Linked DNA regions of Zea mays: region 2 is linked to region 1. The links are chromatin contacts, called in public Hi-C maps. All regions are on one chromosome and are shown on one strand. The core of a region is the stretch at or near the end of the contact, and the rest is flanking DNA. Distances in the headings are between cores, read along the strand shown. Region 1 has its middle 58 kb from the start of LOC100282187. Region 2 holds the start of LOC103631056 (B3 domain-containing protein Os03g0120900).

Evidence for each region. Hi-C and Micro-C count contacts between places; a contact is called where the count stands out from the background.
Region 2: a contact with region 1 is called in a Hi-C map of bundle sheath, with 3 times the contacts expected there. The contact joins the promoter of LOC103631056 here to the enhancer-like site in region 1. A contact is called at or near these places in 14 of 25 Hi-C or Micro-C datasets (bundle sheath, ear, endosperm and 5 more) and 2 of 3 datasets of contacts at active chromatin or transcription factors (leaf and shoot).

Annotation. Positions count from the first base shown.
Region 1 is chr1:4,546,120-4,551,513 of Zm-B73-REFERENCE-NAM-5.0, reverse strand. No RefSeq gene overlaps it. Among protein-coding and RNA genes, the nearest start is that of LOC100282187, 58 kb to the right of the region's middle. Within about 2 kb of position 2,048, at least 11 of the 20 cell types and tissues checked have an H3K27ac peak or open chromatin away from gene starts, as enhancers often do. A contact at or near this core is called in bundle sheath, ear and root tip, where this site is marked.
Region 2 is chr1:4,610,608-4,616,001 of Zm-B73-REFERENCE-NAM-5.0, reverse strand. LOC103631056 (B3 domain-containing protein Os03g0120900) reads right to left here and starts at 2,193. Exons shown (of 1, transcript XM_008652066.2): 1 at 1-2,193. The coding sequence starts at 1,288. The coding sequence ends at 305.

The DNA.
Region 1 (5,394 bases), core at 799-3,298:
GACAATACCGTAGTTTATAATACCGCAGTTTTGAAAACTGAGGTCCAGAGCTAAGTTTAGAATGCCTTAAAACAACTATAGTATTTGCAATACTTCAGTTTTGAAAACAGAGATTTTACCCAGCTTGCCAAACACCATTATGTATATAATACTGCAGTATTTGAGAATACTGCAGTATTCTTCCAAAACTGCAGAAAAACTTTGTTCCCAAACACCCCCTTAACCTGCACAGTACACCTAGCTAGATTGTTAGGGCTGCTAAGCATACATAGGCATAATTAAGTTAAGTAGTATATGCTACAAATTCTACTAGCTAGCTAGCTTATTAGCTAGGCCCCAACACCCTGCAATGATAACGCTTAGACTGTACAAACATGCATGTAAGTATTACAGGTACTCCTAGTAGCTAAACAAGGGAGCGCTATAGAGAGAGAGAGAGAGGCCGGGTTGGGTTCATGCATGAGGAGGCAGCTCAAGATGGGCATAGGCGTCGATCGATCGGCATCCAGGCCTGTTTCACACAATTGTTCTACATGCATGTAGTAACGCAAGGCGCTGGCAGACGCAACGCATGCAATGCAGGAGGAGAATTAATGAAAAGAAAAGGGATCGATGCAGCAACGCAGCTAGCAGGCCACCAGAAAGAGAAGAGAGGCTGGAGAGAAGGTCTCGATCAGAGCATGCAGCTTCTTCGGCCCTGTCCCTTTTTCCATCGCGCTGCTGCATGGCCAAAAGGAGTACTAGCTAGGCATCTCTGCTGCGCTTTGCCTTTTCTCTCATCATCTTATATAAATATGCGTATGAATGTGTACGTAGGCACACAGCTATATGTATGTGCTGTGCTGTAAAAGCCTCTGCTTGACTGATGTATAGCTAGCAACTGGCCATGGAATGGATGTAGTACGCCGTCCATCGATGCTCAAGCAGTGTATATTATAGCTAGAGCAAGTAGCTTAGCTGCAGGCATGTGCATGCATGCATGGCGCGCGGTTGACAGGGGAAGGCTTCAGTATCGATCGATGCATGCATGGACATGTGTGTCTGTCAGCTAGCTAGCTAATACCCGGTTGACAGGGGGGATATATGTACTGCTTAATTTTTACCACTGGCACGGCGACAGTAATTCTGATCGAACATTACAGCAGATTAACATATGTGTGTGTGTTTGGCAATTGCGCGCAACAATGGACACCGGCCGGACATGATGCATGGGTTGTTTGCAGCAGTGCACTGTCTCGTGTGTCAGCTAGCTCCTCATTTCTGCATCTCTTACACCGTGTCCAACGGTTCATCATCCTTATAGTCACCTAGCTAAAACAATGTTTTACACGTACTATATATAGACTGTATTGTAGAATATGTATTATTCATAGCGTTACAGGTACTCCTAGCAAGGCCAAGTAGTGGCCCTTGGGCTCGCAAGGACACATACCATACGTATTCAGAGGCCCATGGCCATGCATGGCCCTCTACACTTTGCTAGCTCCCACCACTAAACATGGCCATCGACAAAGGCACGCGAGAGAGCGACTGATCTGAAGGGAGAGGGGAGGGGGTCCTCGTTATGCGTGCCATCATCGCCTCGCCTTGGCCATGGCGGGATTAGCTTGTGGTAGATGTGGGGGAGGACTATATACGTGGCATGGCATTTAGTAATGGAGGTGAGGGGGACCCTTTTTGAGACCGAGTGTGACCTGTGAAGAGAGGGAGCGAGTATAGCTATAGCAGGAACAAGGGGAGCAATGCAAGGGAATGGTACAGTGCCCATACGTTATGGTGGCATGCATGCAATGCAAGCATGGACAAGAAGATATCGATTACGATTACACATATCTATTTGCCATGCACACATATATATATGCTTGGGCAAATAGAGATGGGGGCAGGCCAATGTATTTTATATTTCTGTTATTTTTGTAGCTAGGGCACACGCACACCGTATGCCATATGCATGCATGGACCACGCCAATTATGCCTCGGAGGGTGTGGGTGGGTGTGGTGTGGCCCTGCCTCTCAACATCACCAAGCCTAGTAGACCTTTGGAGGGGTCGGGTCCTGCCTATCTATCCTAGCTAGCTACCTCATCTATTTATCATGCGTGTATGGGGGTGTATGCCGCGCATGCCGCTTTTTAAATATCCTCTCTCCTCCCTCTTTCTCATGTCATGTGAGCGTGAGGTAGATGTAGATGCATGCAGCTGGACGATGCCAGGAAGAAGCTGCAGTGTGTATGCCCCAACACTGCTGGCCTCCCCCCAAGCGGCCAAGCCTCTCTCTCTCTTCTTATGGATTATATATTAACTGCATCTGCATATGCAAATAATTGGTGTAAGGAATATCATACGATACCATCATATTCCAGGTGAAAGGAATTAATTAGTCAGATATCAAACATGCATCGTGTTTATATACACACACGAATATGTTCCCTCCGTTTTTTTATTGTCACGTTTTAGTTCAAAAATAAACTAGCGAGCAACAAAATATTTAAAACGGAGATAATATATAATACTGTACCTAAAAATGTAGGTGTTAAACTATGGTAGGCTGTAGGTAGGCTACGCTGTTTTGAATGCAAGATTTGGATCACCTACGAAGAAATAAAATTATGCTTGGACGGTCCTTACATGCATGAGGATGCCCTAGCTATCAATGGTGATATATAGTAGCCAGGGTGTGGGCGTGTGATGGCTCCTTGAAGGTGAAAGGCAAGCTAATAGGGGACCTCTCCTGGATAGTTCATTTCTCAAGTAACATTGCGCTAGCTTTTTCGACGTCCTGCATTGTAGCTAGATGATGGCGTATATATCAATAGTCGTCCTCACGTGAGGAAGTTCTGCCTATTAAGCACTATTCTTGGTGATATGGAGTTATCTTATATGCACTGATATAATAAAAAAATCGGCTAGGGAAGAAAAGACCGTACTCTCAATATTATATTAAGAAGAGACCGAAATATAGCCTCGACCGAGAAAATCCCCGAACCCTAGCTCCCATCACTAGCGGGTCATCACCATCCACTCTGCAACGGCCCAGACGGAGGGTGGCGCGCAGGTAACACGCGAGGCGGGAGTGGGCGGGGCACAACGAGTGGATTTTTTTTAATCAAGCCCAAAATTTGTCCCGAGAGGATCGAATGCGGGACCTGGAGGTGTTACTCGAAAGCCTTGACCATTACACTAGATGCCCTTTCGCTATATGCACTAATATAATGACTTTAGCACTTACATATCTACTAGTCAGTTGTTCATGCTTTGCTACAGTTTTTATATATAATATAAATAGATATTGAGATATTTATTCAAATAATCATTATTTATTTTAAAACACTAAGGTATGTATGGTTTGGTGATTAGCCCTAATTTTTTGGAGCAGGGGCGTGGTTTCGAGTGCTCGCTCTGCACTATTTTTTCGTGGTGTGGTAGCTGTGAGGGCAGGTGCGAGGGCGAGGTCGGGTGCTAGGCAAGCATAGTAGTTGGCTGCACGAGCGCTCGGGGCCCATAGAACAGTAGGTGAGAGAGCACTGCTCGGGCGCGCTGGGTGTGGGGCCCACAGGGCACGGCGCGTTATCACCAGACGCCCACATTAGATTCTTATATAGTAGTATAGATGTGTATTTTGAGACTGATTAAGTAGATTAATTAATATAATAATGATAGTCATGGTAGTGCTCGATATGACTTATTATTTATTACCAAAACGATCACTCATCTGATCGAATCATGGAAGTGTTGAGATGGCTGCTGGGTATTACACAATCAAGCTGCTATCTAGTCAATGTTTGATACCACATCTTTCAATAATTATATTACCCTGCTTTCATATAAAACATTGTTCGTGTCGTCTACTAAGACCAAAGCAACTAGATCAGCCAACCACTTGTGAATGCAAGGTATGATTCGCAAAAATATGTGTAAAAGTATGCAAGGTAAATGCAAGGTATGATTCTAGACTTAGTAAATTGTTTTTGGTACTAACATATTCTACTAAGTGCTAGGAACCTTGTCAAATCAAAAGAGATTGGATTGGAGAAGTTTGGCTACGCCCAGCCAAACTTGCACCAGTCTACGATCGCACCGGACAGTGTCCGGTGCTCAGGCTGGCGCGCGCGGCGAACTGACTACTCTCAAGAAAAGTTGGAGGAGTCGTGGCTATAATTCACCGTATTATCCGGTGTGCACAGAACTGTCCGGTGTGGCAGCCGCTCCTACGCCAACGGTCGGTCGAACGATCAGCGGGCGACGCGTGGACTTCACCAACAATCGGAAGGTCACATCGGATTGTCCGGTGTACCACGGGGTCATGGCTGTAACGTACGACTTCGCCGAAAAAGGAAGAAAACCATGCACTGTTCACTGTCTGGTGGTGCACCAGACTGTCCGGTGCGCCCACGGACAGAAGGCAACTAAAGCCTTCCAAATGGAGTTCAAACGGCTCCTAGCTGTCTTGGGGCATAAAAAAGGGACCCCCTGTACGCATGGAGTAGAACACCAAACAGCTCTTGAACATCCTAAGACACCAAGGCTTTGCATTCACGCATCTGGTTCACTGTGATAGAGATTCGAGCACTTTTCTGAGTTGTAACTCCGTTGCGTTGCTTTCGTGTGCTCGTTCTTGTCTTGTGTGTGTGTTGGTGCTGCAACTCTCGCTCTTGTGTGTCGCTATTCCCTCCTTACTCCTGTGCTCATTTGAGATCTTTTGTGTAAGGTGTGAGAGACTCAAAAGTGTGAAGATTTCTCACAAACGGATATAATTGAGATAAAGAGAACCGTGATATTCAAGTTAATCTTTGGATCATTTAAAATGAGTTGAGTGTAACCCTCGTCTAGTGGGACGCCACAATATTTTATTTTATAAGTTAGAACTTTTTAAAGAAAAGAATAAATTAAACTATAGATAACTAATGTAGGAGACACGCTGAAATATTTCTTCGTTGGACCAAGTACGTTCGTGTCACATGTATGTACCAAAAACACGGGCACGCGGCTTTACCAATATTATAAAGATTATGTGCGTACGTAGCAGCCTGTGATGTTTCTAAATGTAGCTTAAGGCTCGCGTACATGGCTGGTATATTACGGTTGATTAAAATGCATGCCTAACAAGTGATATGTATAATTAAAATGTCCTAAAAGACGACTGCGACGGGTGTGATTCGATGCTCATCATCCGAAAACCTAAAAGCGACCCGACGTACGCCTTTTTAATTTCCACGTCAGAACTAGCCTAGCTAAATGGGTGATGCGTGCAAAATCTGTAGCTGTCAAGGGAAGTACTATACACTCGCCGTATTCCCCAAGGGAAAAATATCTAAGCCTACTCAGATGAAAGCGAAAACACGGAGAGAAATATCTAAGTGCACGCGGGCACGCGACATACATATATATACCAACG
Region 2 (5,394 bases), core at 944-3,443, 64 kb before region 1:
GAAGACTTGTTGGTGCAGCGCAGCGCAGTGCTCCTCCACTCCAGCTCGATCGATCCTTACTTGCACCGGCCGGCCACGTACCGCCGCCGCCGCCTTTGTTTACTTGGACTGGATTGGATCTCGATCCCCTCACTCTCCACGACGACGACCGTTGGTGCCGTCTTCAGTGCACTGCAGTGGCGCCAGAAGCGGCCGCCGGCCGGGGAGCAAGTAGTAGTAGTAGTAGGCTGCTGCTGTAGAGATAGATCGTACGAGTACGGAGTAGGAGAACGACGACCACGCGGCTTCTCCGGCTGCCATGCCTTCACAAGTCAAGGTTCAAGGAGCACCTCGCTTTCCCGGAAGAGTAGGATGAGGAGGAGGACGCCTGCTGCGTCGGCGGCGCACTAGTCCTCCACCCGCCGACGTTCTCCTCCTCTGAGCCGGCGGCGGCGGCGCAGTCGAGGTTCACCCCGAACAGGCGCACCCGCTTCGAGGCTGACGACGCCACGGCGGGGGGCGGCGGCTCGGCGTGCTGCCCTGGCGTTGGCGGTAACCGTACCGGCACGGAGTCCAGCATCACCGTCGTGGAGGGCTGCTGGTGCGGCCTGTAGAAGAGAAGTTGCCTGGTGCCGGCCCCGTAGGCGTCGTAGCCGACGTGGCGGCGGCGGGTGTCAAGGTAGAGCGGGGAGGGCGAGGGCGGCAGGTGGTGGAGCACCGTCGTCGTCGTCGTCGTCGTCGTCCTGGCGGCACCGACCCCAGCTGCTGGGTAGTGGTGGTGGTGCGCGTGCGCCGCCGCCGCCCACGGCGCGTAGGGGACGACGGCGGAGGGGAGAGGGAGGCGGTGGTGGTGGTACTGGTGGTGCACGACGGGCGGGTCGGGTCGGCGCCGCCAGTCGATGAAGAGCCTGCCGCGCGCCGCCTCGCCGACGCCGCGGCCGAAGGAGACGGTGTCCCCGGCGTCGAGGCGCTTCTCCTTGACGAAGCGGCTCCAGCCCTTGGTCATCACGTAGCTCTGGCTGCTGTTCCAGTAGGAGTAGCGGAAGCGCCAGGGCTTCCCCGCGCGGTCCTCGAAGCTGAGCAGCAGGCCCTTGTCGTTCGCCGCCGCGTCCAGCGGGAAGTACCTCTCCGCGTGCTGCTTCGGGATCACCAGCCGGTTCAGCTTCCCGACGTCGCTCGGCGTCACCACCTTGTCGAACATGTGCTCCTTCTCCACCGTCGCCTGCTGCTGCTGCTGGTGGTGCTCAGCAGCCGCCCTCTCCTCGCCGCCGCCCGACCGGGTCGCGGGCGGGGGAGCGGTGAACTCCATCGATCTCTCCGATCGACGACCGGCGATCGGTCGAGATCGAGCCGGCCGGCCGTCCGTCGAGGCAGGTCGAACGTAGGCCGTAGACGCCGGCCGATCGATCGACGCTGCTGCCGCTACCGCCTCCGCCTTGAGACTTTACTTTGACCAGTGGCGCCTGATATACTTTTTGTTTATGGCACGCTACTACTGGATGGCGAAGAGTGGAGGTGCAGCTGTTACCATAGTTAGTTATACGACTTTGGGGATTGTTTTTTGTATTAGCGGATGGCTTCGGATCGGGAGAATTTAGAATTGGGGAATTTTCAGGGTTTGGTTCAGCTTGGTTTAATTTCTTGGATTGTTATTGCGGATCTGTGGTTGCTACGCGGCCCGCGCGCGGGATGGATTGATGAGGACGGAAGGGAGGAGGTGTGCTAGCGACCTGCAGGCTCAAATCAAGCTAGGGGATCGGAGGAGGAAGAAGAAGAAGGAGGAGGAGGAGCAGTGGCTGGGTAAGAAGAGTAGCAGGAGATGTGATGAGTGTGGTAGCAGTAGCAGTACTATGAAGGTTCTTGTGCATTGGTGGGACAAGGGAAAGGAGATGGATACTTACTTTTTGGCTTGCAACCAAAGGTAATTGAATTGGCCTCCTCCTTTCCTAGCTAGTAGCTAGTACTTATATTACCTAATCAGTCTCACCCACTGTAGTAGTGTTGTTAATAACTGTTGCAGTTTTGCAGCTAAGCATGTGTGTGCATGTATCATGTGATGTATGGATGCTTGGGATCGACCTCCATCTCCCTGTCACTGTGTAGGTATGCAGTACCCCTACTACTACTACTACAACTTGTATTGTAGGAGTATCCGTCATCCATGGGGCGGAGAGAGAGAGAGCGTGAGAGGAGAGGGTAGGCACAATACAAGTAGCCTGCTTTTTAAAGGGGTGAGATGAGATGGGCTAGGTAGTATAGGGGGATGAGAGAGGGTGGGCCCCTCCTCCACGAATTATCTGGTTGAGCTCATGTGAGCTTGTCCTTGTCATGCCATAGGCGGAGCCTTTATGTGAGTTAGGCAGGTGATGAGCCCCAAAATGCCAGTTGTTGCCTTGCCTGCAAATTGAGCATTACCATGTTATTCATGGGTATCTCAGGTAGTATAGTTATACTACGTACTCTATACTATATGTATTGTGCGCGCTCACTATCTTGGCGTGGTTATTTAAAGTGTATATATATACCACTTGGATTGGCACTTTGAATCTCGATCGTGTTATTTTATTGTATTTTTATATAGATACGGATGTATAGTTTGTTTTGCAGTTTATTACTAATTAATATGCAGTGAAAAAAATATATGTATGCTAAGGTGCTACTCCTCCTAGCATCAAACCATCTTCAATTTAATCTTTTTTATTAAAAATATCAGTATTACTAAACAAATATATAAATATGAGTTGTAGATTCGTCATGGAATATATCTTTTATAATATATCTATCTAGAGCCACAAATTTCGACACTAGTCTTCTATAAACTCAGTGAAGTCTAGGATAGATAGATATAGTCTGGTAAGCACATCCAAGAGACTAGTTAGACAGATCTTGAGATCCAAAGTCGCCTTATGCTAGGCCTTTTGGGGTCACACATCTAACACTTAATAAGGGCATGCTTCGGAGACCGGGGGAATGAAGGGGCTAAAATTCATTTACTATTCAATTTTAAATAGTAAAGGAATTTTAGCTCATCTATTACCCTCTCTCAAACAAAAGCCCTAAAAATATTAGCTATAAATTTCAGTGACAATAGTGAGTCAAAGACACGGAACACGGATGAACAGGCTCCACGTACACGTGCGCGCACACACAATCGGTCTACAGAGACAAATTTGCATTGCTCACTAATTTGAGAAAGATATGCTACGCACAAGATCACCTTCGTGCATATATGCAACACAAGATCAATCTATATATCCTTTTGTCCTATGTCTTCGGCTGACGTGGTTTGCGAAAAATCTTCCGCGCGCGTGCTTATCCGAAGGTTGTTAATTAGACCAAGAATACAGAATAATTTTATGTACATGTACACAATTAAAGGTGGTCTAGCTTGTACATAAAAAGTTGCTGGGGGGTTTTGTTTATTTTTTTTGCGCGTTACTGTTTAGGGTGCATTAAAAACGGATGCAGGTCGTTGACGCAAGTCAACCTAAGCTACTATATCACCTGAAAAGTTCCAGGGAAAGCAATGGCGCACGCATATATTGTTGCTTTAATTATAGGCAGGCAGCGTCGCCATATTTAATAAATCGTGCAGGCCCATTTCAGGAGGAGGCGGAGGATGGCGCATGCTTAACTCGATTTTAATTTGCTGCATATGCATGCATGCCTGCTGCAGGCCGCTCTTATCACACCGCCTGTTCCTGCTCCGGCCTGCTCGGCAAGAACAGCTCTCGAAGCATCCCTGCACAGTTCCGCCTGCCTCTGAAAACCACGCATCGTCCGTCCGTTCCGTTCATTTCCTTCCCCCCATAGATTAATTGGATGCGAATCAGATGAACGTACTCTGTGTGTTCTTGCTGTTCTCCTAAATATATAAAAAAAACCCAGTTCAGCGAATGAAAACTGATCCACGTAGCTAGTGTGTCTACAACGCAGCTGAAAGAATAATAATGCGTGCTATTGCGATGTGAATCTGAAGTGACAGTTTTTTAATCGGCATGGATCGACTGGCCCCTGAGCAGGTTTCAGGGTTATCTGCTGGGCATTATATGGCTAGAAAATCTCGGCCATTGGCAGTAGCTGAGCTTGCAACTGCAAGGCCAGCTGGTGTTGTCACTGGGCCAGGACAAGCCTAACAGGAGGGCAGCAGCTCAGGTCAGCGTCGTCGACATGGCTGCCGGTCTCTGATTCGGCCGGCCCCAGGAGCGGATGGCGCCTATTTTATGTGCGCACGCTGACACATACAATAGGATGCGATGCGGCTACTTACCGGTAGGCGCCACATGTTGATTTTTTTTTTATAAAAAAAAATTGTATATGGTATATGTGTGTATGGAGCACGCACACACGTTGTTGGGTGTAAACTGGGCAAAGGAGGCAGCTGGGGAGTAATGTATATGGCCATTTGCCCATTTGGCCAGTGGCTATATATATTTTTGTGTTTTCTTTGATTCTGAGGGAGAACGGGGAGGCAAGCAGCCTATACCGGGGGTTAGTTGGCTGGCCTGTTAGTTAGGGTCAAGAAAGCTCCTTTCTGTGGTCAATGTTTGCAGCTAGCGTGGTTTGGAGAAGATCAACTTTTCTTTTTTATTCGGATCTCTGACAGCTCCTGCTACTCCATCCCAATTAGAATGTAGATGCCGAGGTCTCTGCTGTATTGCTCTATCGTACATTACGGTTACACGTTTTTTTTTATTTAAAAAAATGAATGGTAAGAGGGTTGCCGAAATTTTTATTAGGAGGGTAGCAAAACACAAATAAAATATAACCACAAGTGACCTTCGTTCAACACGAAAGAGGGGCTCACCTAAACACAGAAACATACTCACTAAATGCTGGAGAAATTTAATAAATTGGAATAGGCTGGTTGACTGTATTGTTGTTCATATTCAACTTAGTGATGGGAAAGATATCTTCAACTGAAATTTGTTGGCGTCGGGACAGTTTTCTCTGTAAAGTCCATGTATGGTTTTTAATTAATAATGCTATGGGTTTTTTTATCATAAGGCTCTGTGGAAAATTAAAGTACCATTGAAAATAAAGAAGTTTATGTGGTACTCACTAAAAGGTGTTTTTTAACAAAAGATAACCTAGCTAGATGTAATTGGCAGGGAAATAAAAAATTTGTGTTCTCTGATTCAGACGAATCTAGTCAACACCTATTTCTTAAGTGACATTATTCTTGTTTCTTGTGGAGACTCGTTCAGTGTTACTTAATTTGGCCTCACTACTCATTGATATGTGAAACACATTTTTGGTATATGGCTTCTAGAGGTATCTTCAAAAACTAGAAATATGATAATTACATGTGTTTCAGCAGTATGTTGGGCTATTTGAAATAGTAGGAATGATTTAGTTTTTAACAAATTTCCTATGGTTACTGTCGGAGAGGATATTCTCTGGCCGGGTGGCGGA